Linked DNA regions of Mus musculus: all the other regions are linked to region 1. A link is a contact called in public Hi-C and promoter capture Hi-C data. All regions are on one chromosome and are shown on one strand. The core of a region is the stretch at or near the end of the contact, and the rest is flanking DNA. Distances in the headings are between cores, read along the strand shown.

Evidence for each region. A called contact is a pair of places that touch in the nucleus more often than the background predicts. Capture Hi-C pulls out chosen DNA fragments and counts their contacts.
Region 2: a Hi-C map of liver shows a contact between it and region 1, with 5 times the contacts expected there. The contact joins the enhancer-like site here to the promoter of Acsm1 in region 1. A contact is called at or near these places in 10 of 39 promoter capture datasets (the 3T3-L1 cell line, 3T3-L1-derived adipocytes, cranial neural crest and 6 more), 6 of 484 Hi-C or Micro-C datasets (liver and nephron progenitors) and 2 of 9 other capture datasets (adipose tissue and pancreatic islet).
Region 3: a promoter capture Hi-C map of liver shows a contact between it and region 1. The contact joins the promoter of Acsm2 here to the promoter of Acsm1 in region 1. A contact is called at or near these places in 3 of 39 promoter capture datasets (hippocampal neurons, liver and macrophages), 8 of 484 Hi-C or Micro-C datasets (liver, nephron progenitors and stem cell-derived motor neurons), 4 of 115 datasets of contacts at active chromatin or transcription factors (hepatocytes, kidney and liver) and 3 of 9 other capture datasets (adipose tissue, liver and pancreatic islet).

The regions. Positions count from the first base shown.
Region 1 is chr7:119,615,189-119,619,197 of GRCm38.p6, forward strand. It overlaps Acsm1 (acyl-CoA synthetase medium-chain family member 1), which reads left to right and starts at 2,624. Exons shown (of 14, transcript NM_054094.6): 1 at 2,624-2,709. All of the region lies in intron 1 of Gm39079 (predicted gene, 39079), which reads right to left.
Region 2 is chr7:119,665,308-119,669,360 of GRCm38.p6, forward strand. No RefSeq gene overlaps it. Among named protein-coding and RNA genes, the nearest start is that of Acsm4, 23 kb to the right of the region's middle. Within about 2 kb of position 2,769, at least 4 of the 459 cell types and tissues checked have an H3K27ac peak or open chromatin away from gene starts, as enhancers often do. A contact at or near this core is called in liver, where this site is marked.
Region 3 is chr7:119,558,793-119,562,978 of GRCm38.p6, forward strand. Acsm2 (acyl-CoA synthetase medium-chain family member 2) reads left to right here and starts at 2,916. Exons shown (of 14, transcript NM_146197.4): 1 at 2,916-3,021.

The DNA.
Region 1 (4,009 bases), core at 1,374-3,873:
GCCTGTGTCGCATGATCACACCTAAACTAACAAAAAGAGCTAATTGTTTCTTCTCTCATCCCATTCCCCTCTCCTAATGATTAACAATAACGGCGCCCTTAACACATGCTAGCACTCCCCTAAGTGGTATACATAAAATTTATAATTATCACAACAGTCATGGGGAATCATCATCTTCAGATGGGGAAATAATAACCACAGGGGATCCATATAGAACACTGACCCAGCCCTGAAAGCTGCCATTTGAAAAGGGCTTGCTGTGTGCTAGGTGTCTGGAATTGTCTTCCAAATCTTATTCTACAGCAAATCTGAGGTGAATGAGGAAGCCATTGATGTCTTCCTATGGGCACAACAAAGATTAAACAGGAAGATTTTATAGCTTTCCAGAGACAATTTTCTTCAGAGCTGGTTGATAAGAATGACCAAGCAATGGAAAGACAATAAAATATTTTTTTTGGTCCAACCAATATTTATTTCCTCAGGGGAAGAACAACTTCAATAAGCCAGCTCATAAATATTCCCTAGGTAAAAAAAAAAAAAAAAAAAAACAAAAAACCCTAAAATCAGAAACGCAGGCATATCAGACACTTGCAGAAGCAGAATATTATTGAGAGAACTGAGTGGTTAAAAATTAGCTTAGATAAAATAATATTCAATCCTGTACTGTCCTGTATAATGTCCTCTGTGACTTTGGAAATGTTCTAGTGCAGCTTCAGCATCTGTTTCTTTATCTATAAATCATGACTTGCTATGAATGTCAGTGCAGAACACAGAACTCTGAGGTTTTTATTTGTTATCTTTTGTATGTCTATCACAGAGCATGGGAAGTTCTAGAGAGCAATAGCCTTGTCTGGCACATCCAAAGCCACATCTGTACCAAAATGATGCTCAGTAAGTGTTCATAAGGAGCGAGTGAATCATAGGCTCCTTACAGGGTGACAGGAGTTAGTTTGTATAAAGGTCCATGGTAGAGATTTTACTATATGAGGCTATCTAGGATGACTGATAGTGTGTCTGCCACCTTGTAATGTCATGTCTCTGTGCAGCTTCCAGCAGAACTGAATCAGAAGAAAGTACAGATTAGTTCATGACCCTTTACATGGCCAAGTGTTCACGCTGGAGTTTACTGTCTAGACCTTTCGTTCAGTGACGTGGGATAACTGCAGTCAAGGCTGATGTGAAAGAAGAGTATACGTGTAGACTCTTCAGAATTGTCCTTTCTCTACTGCAGACTCACTTGCAATGGAGGCACAGGTGGATAGAAACCTTCACAGCACCACTGAGATGCTAACTAGTGAAATCCAGACTCATATCCAGACTGTCAGGCCCAAGGGGCTGTCCTCTTGGCCATGAATTAGTGTGGTAGCTCAGCAGATACCTGCTGGGTCCAGATGGCATCTCTCAGGTTCTACTGCCTGCTCCTCCTTTGCAGAAGTGTCTTTGCTTTGCCACCTGTCTTCCACCTCCCTCTCAGATTTTTGCACTTTGGCCCTTTGGATATTTAATGTCTAGCTACTGTGGCCAGTCACCTCACTCTGCCTTCTCCCCACCATTCCTTCTCCCCAAGCAATGCCTGCCTGCTCTGTGTTTACAATTTTACCATAAGTCAGTCAGCCAGGAAACATGACGTCTGTCAGGCTTGCCCCTCCCCTCTGCCTTCTTTAGTGGTAACTTTAAGCCAAAGTATTTTTATCCCAAGTTCAACAGAGACTAGAAGAGTAAGAGGTGAAAAATCCAAGCCAGAATCCCTGGAGGTCCTCCACTCTCCATCAATCTCCCAAGTCAGATCATTAGCAAAGAATTACTCAGGTACTGTGCATAGTCGCCTTCATTAAACAATCAACAAAACATCAGTACCCAGTCTGCGGCTAAATTCTGGGGGTCGGACTCTCTACTGACTAACCTAACCTTTTCAAAGATTTCATAGAACTAAGCTTACAATGACCTACCTAACATCATTTATTGATGAGCTGCCCTAAATCGAGGACCATATGGCATACTCGGGGCTTCTTCAAACACGTGGCAGATCCTAAACCTTTGGAACTACAAAGACCTTAACTTTGCCCACACACAGAATCATTTCTCTTAACTAGAATTAAACAGCCAACACACTCTATCACTGCGTGTTATGAGCCTCTTAAGAGTCATCTAGTTTAACACTAACCAGTGAACAAAATCCTAAGAATTTGTCATTTTCATTTTACAAGTGAGGAATGGAGTGAGGGGCTCACCCAGGAAGAGACAGGTATTGTGGAGAAAGCAGAGGCTTGTGCTGAGAGATCTCTGTGTCTCTGGCACATGGATCTTAGCTATGAAGCTGTGTGGCCCTTCAGCTGTCATATAGATGCAAAAGAAAGGTATACACTGGGAAAGGGAAGCAGGTTAGCTGCTGAGAATTTACAAAGACTCCACCTTTCTCATCCTGTTCCACCTTGAGTAGCCCATGAGGATGGGGAAGGTTCTACACAGTCCTCTTCCCTAGATGACTGTCCCTGCTGGAAGTCTGCACTGTTTTCTGACCTCTTGACTAAACGTCTCCTCCCCTCTGCAGCATCATCCAATTCCTGAAGTTGTCACTCAATATTCTCCTCAGTCAGGGGCCAAGTTCCACAGCTGTGTTCCCAGAACTGGGAAAGACTGTGCACAGAGAGCAGGCCTTACAAGCCGTCTCTCCTGGCTATAGTCTACCTGTGTCCTTCACAGTACCAGGTAAGACCAAGCCCATCCTGGCTACCCCCACCTCAGGGCCTGCCCTCACCGTGTGTCCGTGTGTCCGTGTGTGTGTGTCCGTGTGTCTGTGTGTGTGTGTGTGTGTGTGTGTACATATGTGCATGTGTGACTGCTTGTGATAATCTGTATGTCTGTGTGTATTTCTATCTTCCACAAAAGCCTTAAACTTGAGGATCCTATTTAAGTTCTGTGAATGCCACTTATAAACTATGGCCTTGGTCAAATCACTTAACTTTTCTGCCATTTCCTTTCTTTATCTGCAATATAATGATGGCACGTTGGAGAGAGGAATATCTGGAGACATACATGAGCCATGTTTAGCACAGTGGCTGGCTCAGAGACACGGACTGATATGTTTGGGAATGAGTAGAAAAGACAGGGACAGAAGGAGAGTCATTGAAAGAAACCTTCCCTGTGCACAAGACAGCTCGCTCTCTTTAAAGTGAATGCCTTTAATCTGGTGAAGCACTTGCTGAGTCAGCATGAGGACCTGAACTGGATCTCCAGTACCTGGAGAAAAGTGTGGGCAGGGTATCTTCCAGTGTGTGCCTTCCATTTGTTAGGGTTTGTTGTTGTTGTTGTTGTTTGTCAACTTGACACAAGCCAAGTCATTTAGGAAGAGGGACCCTCAATTAGAAAAAACCACCTCTTTCAGATCAAACAGTAGGCAAGTCTGGAGAATTTTTATGATTAATGATTGTTCAAAGACTTAACTCACCGTGGGTTGTGCCACATCTGGGCACCTTGCCTATATCAAAAAAACAGCTGAGAAAGCCATAAAGCAAAAGCCAGCAGATGCCATTCCTCAACCCTTCCTGCCTCTGCTCCTGTTTGTGTTCCTGCTCTGACCTCCCACAGAGACTGAGCATGATTAAAACATGTAAGTCAAAAAGACAGCTTCCTCTCCACGCTGCCTTTTTGTCATGATGTTTATCACAGCAATGCAAAGCAACCTAAATTATCCCTATAATCCCAGGGCTGGCAAGAAGAAACAGAAGGATCCCCAGGGACTTGCCAAGCAGCCGGTCTAGCCAAATCAGCTACCATCAGGTTCACTGAGAGACCTTGTTCCCAAAACTAAAGTGGAGAGGTTTGGGGAAAACCCTTGACTTTGCCCTCTGACTTCCACATGTGTGTGCATTCAAACACACACACACACACACACACACACACACACACACACACACACACACACACGGTGGAGGGGCAGATTCATTTAATTGTTGGTAGTTGAAAGGTACCTCAACATTTTTAAATTCTTGGTATGTTCTAGGTTCAA
Region 2 (4,053 bases), core at 1,519-4,018, 50 kb after region 1:
TTCTAAAAAGAGCTGTAAATTTCCTAAAGTTTGAATTAATGTGGTTGCACCTCAAATGAATGTTTGTTTTCCAAGTCAATTCAAACTATAGAGATTTTATGGGAAATTTTGCAGGGGTGTTAGTGAACCAGCTTCTGTTGTGAAAGTAAAAAGTGAAGGGAGATACAGACCCACATCTCTTTATAAGATGGAAGAAGAAGTGTATACTACTCAAACAGGTGGCTCCATCTGCCATCTATGAGGAGAATCCAACTGTTGATACACAACCAATTATGTATCAATCTCAAAATTATACTATTGACTCTTAGGGTACATATCACCTCACAAAAGTCAGAGATGTGTGAAAGGTGGTGTATAAACTGACAACATGACTGATTTTTTATTGTAGTTATAAGAAAGCAAGACAACTGGGAGAATCCAGAGCAAAGAGAGAAAGAAGTAGAAGCAGACTGACCATGGCCAGCTGATTAGACCTGGTCATGAGAGAAGTGGGAGCAGGGCAGATGGATAGAGATGGGTTGGGAGTGTGGGAAAGGAGAGAGAGAGAGAGAGAGAGAGAGAGAGAGAGAGAGAGAGAGAGAGAGAAGGAGAGAGAGAAGGAGAAGAAGAAGAAGAAGAAGAAGAAGAAGAAGAAGAAGAAGAAGAAGAAGAAAAGAAAGAAGAAAAGAAAGAAGAAGAAGAAAAGAAAGAAGAAGAAGAAGAAAAGAAAGAAGAAGAAAAGAAAGAAGAAGAAGAAGAAGAAGAAGAAGAAGAAGAAGAAGAAGAGAAGAAGAAGGAGAAGAAAGGAGGAGGAGAAGGAGAAGGAGAAGGAGGAGGAGGAGGAGGAGGAGGAGGAAGAGGAGGAGGAGGAGGAGGAGAGAAGAAAAGAAAGAAGAAGAAGAAGAAGAAAAGAAAGAAGAAGAAGAAGAAGAAGAAGAGAAGAGAGGAGAAGAAGAAGAAGAGAAAGAAGAAGAAGAAGAAGAAGAAGAAGAAGAAGAAGAAGAAGAAGAAGAAGAAGAAGAAGAAGAAGAAGAAGAAGAAGAAGAAAAGAGGAGGAGAGAGCAAGAGAGGGATGGAGGGGGAGAGGGAAAGTGAGGAAGAAAGAGAGAGGGCATACCAAAATAGCAGAGCTATAAGGGGAGTGGTATAGCCATGGGGAAGGAAGCCTGTGAGCTAGGGGGGCTTAGGGTAGGGGAAGAGGTGAGAAGAGTCCTGATACTAGCATGGCCTTTGAAATGGATAACAGGTTCTTGTGATTCTGAAGGAGCTTGAAGGCCAGCATATGCCATGGTATGCTAATAGACAGCCATTTGTCCCTTCTGCCTTTTGGATCTTGGGGAAATGGACAGGTGCATCAGCTTTGGAGACGAGCAATGGGGAGAACACGGACAGTTGTGACTAACAGATGTGATCCCTTCCTGAAAGGGGTGATTCCTCACTGGGCATATATAAGTGTAAAATTTGTTTTTCCTGAGAAATATGAATAAGAAGATGTTTGGGGGTTTGTTTGTTTATTTGTTTGGTCTCACGTAGCCCAGGCTGGTCATATATAACTGAAGATGGCCTTTAACTTCTGTTCTTCCTGCCTCTACATGCACATAATGGGATTACAGATGTGCATTCTTGGTCTTTGTGGTGCTGAGGCTTGGACCCAGGACCTTGTGCATGCTGGGTAAGCACTCTACCAATCGAGCTGCATCCCCAGCTCTACACTTTTTAGAGATTTTATTTATTCTATGTATATGAGTACACTGGGGCTGTCTTCAGCCACACCAGACAAGGGCATCGGATCCCATTACAGATGGTTGTGAGCCACCATGTGGTTGCTGGGATTTGAACTCAGGACCTCTGGAAGAGCAGTCAGTGTTCTTCTCTCCAGCCCCCAGCTCTACATTTTTAGAACTCTAAATACAATTTTATTCCAAAGTTAAAGGATCACTTTAAAACTGAGAAATAAACACATATAAACTTAACAGTGGACAGGAAACCTGGGCCTTCTGCTAAATCCCCATGAGTCATCCTCTTAAAATTCTCTGGGCATACCCAGAAGTATGCCCATACAATGTGAAAGACTGAGGGAAAACAACTAATCAAATGTGAACAATACATGTGAAAGTAGCACACGAAATATGCTTGTGAGCGTGAGCATGACTAAGAGAAACGCGCCCCTGTTTTACAATGCCTAGGTTATTAATCCAACCATAATCATGCACAGAAAATTGCTTAGCACAATTTCTATCACAATTTTCTTTCAACCTTCATGCCAGTTCTTAAAAAGACACTTAAGGACATATCTCTGAAGGACATACAAATTGTGTGTCAAAATAAGTGTATATAATATTAAGCATTGAGAACTAACATGCTATAAGAATGTGATTCCAAATAATCAATGATAAAAATTCACTTTCATATTTCATAAAATGACCCTTAAGCCAATCAGTAACAATACTGCAAGTTAATATGTAAATGAACAGAAAACTTGGAAAGTTATGGGAATGACAACAAATGCAATCATCATTTTACAAAATTGATATTTATGAGTATGACAAGAAGACATGAATGAAAATATAATCCCACCTAACCCAGACACCTAGCCTTAGTTTTGTGCAAAACAAATAAACAAAGCAAAACACCCTCTCCAAAGTGAGTTCTGGAACATTTTCCCTTTGACACTCAAACCTTGGTAAAGTACAGAGTGTACTTCTTGGAAGCAGCTACTACTTGACAGAGAGCAATAACCTGGATTGTAAGGGTCAAAGACACAGATCAAATATGCCAAAGAGCAAAGTCTGTCCTACCACTAGCTGGTGAAAGTCCTGAGTCATGGACATCCAGTTCCAGTTGGTGGCTGTCGGGATATTAACCGTGGTTCTGTAATCAGACATGGATGAAGCCCGACAGAACTTCTCTCTGAAAACCAAGCTTCAAGAGTGGATGGCCTAGAACAAGCAGATAAGCCACTTAACTGCTCAGGGGAGAGAAAGTCTTACTCACCCATGGGAATTTAGCCAGACAAAGTGAAAAGTAAAATAAAATAAAACAAAATAATAATAAGCATATTTCATCAAGGTTCATCATGGCATTCCCTTCTTGTGGGTGTGGATAAACAGAATAAATGTTCCTTACTTGAGGTTGGGTAAGTGCAACGATTCTGACTTTGAACAAGAGTCCGTGATCACTAGAGATTTCTGGAGCCCTTGTCCAGTAACCTAGTACAGGTCGGTCAAAACCAGTGTGACCATATCTATGGGATGTTCTCTTCCCTCTCTCTTAGCCCTTCCTCCTCCTCCTCCTCCTCCTCCTTCTCCTCTTCCTCCTCTTCCTCCTCCTCCTCCTCCTCCTCCTCCTCCTACTACTACTACTACTACTCCTCTTCCTCCCCTCCTCCTCCTTCTTCTTCTTCTCCCCCCCTTCTCTCTCCTCTACAAACAATACACACACACACACCTTTGTGTCCCTGTAATGGAGGGTGTGTGTGGCATTTCTGTAGTAAAGTGCATACTCTCACAGTAAGAAATGAACCTCTGCAACCAACAGATTGGGAAAGGATCTTTACCAATCCTAAATCTGATAGGGGACTAATATCCAATATATATAAAGAACTCAAGAAGCTAGACTCCAGAAAATCAAATAACCCCATTAAAAATGGGGTACAGAGCTAAACAAAGAATTCTCAACTGAGGAATACCGAATGGCTGAGAAGCACCTGAAAAAATGTTCAACATCCTTAGTCATCACTCCAGTCAGAATGGCTAAGATCAAAAACTCAGGTGACAGCAGATGCTGGCAAGGATGTGGAGAAAGAGGAGCACTCCTCCACTGCCGGTGGGATTGCAAGCTTGTACAACCACTCTGGAAATCAGTCTGGTGGTTCCTCAGAAAATTGGACATAGTACTACCGGAAAATCCAGCAATACCTCTCCTGGGCATATACCCAGAAGATGTTCCAACTTGTAATAAGGGCACATACTCCACTATGTTCATAGCAGCCTTATTTATAATAGCCAGAAGCTAGAAAAAAACCAGATGTCCCTCAACAGAGGAATGGATACAGAAAATATGGTACATTTACAC
Region 3 (4,186 bases), core at 1,666-4,165, 56 kb before region 1:
GCTTAGATTTCTACCCTAGACATAGGCTCAGAGCACTGGAGAAAATAGACAGAAGATAGTCCACGTTCTTGATGTTCTGAATGCTCACTGGGGGCAGATACAAGTGGCCCTGAGAGCAATGACAAAAGGAGCTTAAAGTCAATATAAGAGAACTTTCCAGAAGAGTACAGAAGAGCTCGTGGCTGCATGATTCAAAGGCAACCAGGAATTTCTGTTATGGAAGTGTAGAAGGAGAAAGATAGACAGACACCTTCAGGATAGGCACCCATATGCCACAAGATTGGCATGGAAGTCACAGGACAGCTTGCAGGCACCAGGTCTTGCTCCTCATTGAGCAGGACCTGTCTGCTGGTTGGTCTTGCCAGCTTCCAGATGATTCTCCTGTCTCTGCTTCACATCTTGTCTTAGGAGTGCTGGGATTACACATGCACGCTAGCACTTCTCAGGTGTGTCATATGGACTTTGACCCCATGGTCTATTTCCCAAGCCCATCTTTGTGTTTCTGACCTTATGAGTGAGTCAAACAGAGATGCCAGGGTTTTTCCTAACCATGCTCTGTAAGAATTATTTCATCATGCCTTTGTTGTATGTTAACAAAAATCTCAATACTTCGATTTTACCAATGAAGACCCAGGAGCCAGATGCTGGGGTGAAAGCTTCTGTCTCAGAAGGGCAGAGAAAGTACCCAGATGACCTTCCTTCTCAGCCTACATCCTGCCAGGCATGCCCCTCTCTCACGCTGTCTCAAACAACCTCCTTCAAACTCAATATCCCTCCTATCTACTTCCTGTGTCTCTCTCCATCTGTCTCCTGATTCCCTATGACTCTCTATAGTTTTTCCTTATGTTTACTTCCTGTCAACTGGCTGCTTGCTTTGCCTCTTGACCTATGGTTAACTTTATTTAATCCTATTTACAATATTAAAGGAGAAAGCTCTTGGATTTAGGGTGTGTGCTAAAACTGAGCCACGCCACAGATAAAAACAGGTTTTGCTAGTAAATAACACAATCTTGGGATTTACAGTGTGATCAAATGTCTTGCAACACATCATCTTTCAAACAAACTTGGAGATGTCACTGTTAACCTATTCAACAGACAGAAACTAAGGCTTGAGTTATCAGTGGTCCTCAGAGGCTGGAAAGTGTGCCTGGGAGCTTTGTGACACTCTGAACTACTCATGGTCACTGGAAACGGATGAATGAACTTTAGACCACTGGAAAAATTGCCAAAGAGCTGTGGAGTGGAAAGAAGGATTAATAGGAGCTATTTTTCTTCCCTCTAGATAGATAAACAATGAAAGTGAGTTTGAAGACATTGGCCTTCATGCCCCAAGGCATTTGAAAGACAGAGCTAGAATTTATGTGACCATCTGAATTGTCCATCTATGTCCCTCTGTCTCTCTGTTTATTCTTTCTCAACCCCTTCTGAAATCTTATTTGCCTCTGTCTGCCTCACAGGCAACATGACCACTTGACCTGAGAATAGGGTTGCTTGGCACCAATCCCAGGTAGGTGACATTTTCTTTACCAGTATAGGCATTGGTCAGTTGCTCCTGCTCCAGGATATCATCCCCTATCCACGCTCATCCATGGATACGTATTTCATTTGGAAGACTCCATGGTCTGACTGAGTTAAGTCAGGTTCATTCTGAGAACAGGTTTCAAGGGCAGAGGCAGGAAGAACAGAAAAGAAAGCACAAAATGTCCCATGGCTAGTTTGTTGGTTAGTCATATGTCCTCTGGATACACACTAGAGTTAACTGAAAGGAGGGAACCTCAGTTAAGACGAAGCCTCCACAAGATCCAGCTGTAGGGCATTTTCTTAATTAGTGACTGATTGTAGCTGGTGCCATTGCTGAGCTGGAAGTCCTGGGTTCTACCAGGACAAGCCAGTAAGCAGCAGCCCTCCGTGGCCTCTGCATAAGCTCATGCCTCCTGCTCTTTTTGAGTTCCTTTCCTGGCTTTCTTCAATGGTGCACTACAATGCGGAAGTGTGAGCCAAATCAACCTGTTCCTCATCAACTTGTGCTTAGTTGTGGTGTTTTATCACGGCGATAGTAATGCCAAGACAGACAGGAAATGATCCTTTGGAACACTGAAGAGAGTAGGACAGGTTGCAGTCACAGCTGGAAGGCAGAACCGACAGATTGACCAGATCTAGGCATAAAGGAGGTGGGAACCTGAGATTTCATGCAAAGAAACAGTAACAGGATGGTCATCGGCTGGTAAAGGCCCAAGATACAGTGGCAGGGTTTAGAGCTAGAATGCCTAGCACTATCTGAATCTACTTTTAAAAACCTATTAGATGGCCGGGTATGGTGGTGCACACCTTTAATCCCAGCACTTGGGAGGCAGAGGCAGGCGATTTCTGAGTTTGAGGCCAGCCTGGTCTACAGAGTGAGTTCCAGGACAGCAAGGACTACACAGAGAAACCCTGACTCAAAAAACCAAAAAAACAAAACAAACAAAAACCCTATTAGATATCCAAGTGGAGACATCAAATAGGTGAGCATTCAGGAAAGAGATCCAGCCAAGAGACATACTTGTAGGGCCATTGGCAAGAGACCTGGATCCAAACAGTGACCCTGGATGAGTGTCACAAACAGAGCAGGAAAAGAGACCTTTGGTAGAAGTCAAATGAATGAAAGGATTAAAGGTAATGAGACACTACATAAAGACTCTGAAGTTCCATCCTCTTCCCCTGGTCAGGGCAAAACCTTGCTGTCGATTATGAGAATAAACCTCTCATTGATCCCTTGGGCTAAGGAGCAGTTCAACTGACACTCCTCCACAGGCTCAAAGACTGTGCCTCACATAAACTTCGTTAGGAGGAGTAATATCAGCCTAAAATTGTGCACCATTAATGATTAGCTGAGCCCTCGGAGGCTACTCAGGCTTGATTAGGGAACTGTCAGCTTCAGTGCTCTTCTCTCCACTGATGCTGCAGGAATTCTCAAACGACTTCCCAAGAGGGAAATAGACAAAGCTACTGTCAGAGAGAGTTCCAGAAGAAGACCAGAAGGTGAGTGTTTATGCAAGAGGCAAAAAGGTGGGGCTGTGCATCATGATGACACTCACCAGTCATGAGGAGTAACAGATAGCAAGGACAGGGAAAATTCTCCAAAGGAAGATAGTTCAAAACTCCTAGAAGCCACAAAGGGAGTGTCACAAGGTGTTAGTGAGGGGACAGCATTGCATAGGAGAGAGGGAGTCTTCAGCCAACCAAAAGTAGAGGACAGGAGAGCTGGTCAGGAGTGTACACAGAAGAAGCAGAGAGTTAGCTAGTGGTGAAGATATAGATGCTGATTTGAAGAGGAGAGGCTAGAAGATAAGAGTCAGTCACTGAAAGAGAGAGAGACCATCAGCCATGAAAACACTAGCTATTGTTCCCCAGGCCTGGGAAGGAAATTCTTCCCTCTTCTTCTTTGAGAAATCAAGAGAATATTTGGAATTGCCACAGACAAGCATTCTTTTTTTGTTTTTGTTTTTGTAGTTTGTTATATTAAGATTTTTTTATTTAATTAGGTATTTTCTTCATTTACATTTCAAATGCTATCCCAAAAAGTCCCCCTTACCCTCCCCACCCCACTCCCCTACCCACCCACCCCCACTTCTTGGCCCCTGTACTGAGGCATATAAAGTTTGCAAGACCAAGGGGCCTCTCTTCCCAATGATGGCCTACTAGGCCATCTTCTGATACATATGCAGCTAGAGACATGAGTTCCGGGGGTACTGGTTAGTTCATATTGTTGTTCCACCTATAGGGTTGCAGACCCCTTTAGCTCCTTGGGTACTTTCTCTAGTTCTTCCATTGGGGACCCTGTGTTCCATCCATTCTTCTGCCTGAACCAAGGGGTCTGGGAATCCAGCAAACACAATGGATTGCTGGCTCGATTCCCTGACTCAAAGTTCATTAGGCTTAAAATTCCAGTCTCATCTAAGAGCATGTGACAGAATTCAAAGACCAGTGTTTTTAGCTTTGGAACATCTTTCCATGGAGCCAATGAAATGAAAAAAATACAACAGCTATAATCTTCTAAATGATTGCTTATGTTAGACCCTGCACTACACATGGGTAGTTTTTCAGATATGTCAATTAAAAGGGACTCTAAAGAATTATTGTATTAGCCAGTAGTTGCTGCACTAATGAGCATTCCAAGCATTTTATAGTTGTTTCCTTCTAAACA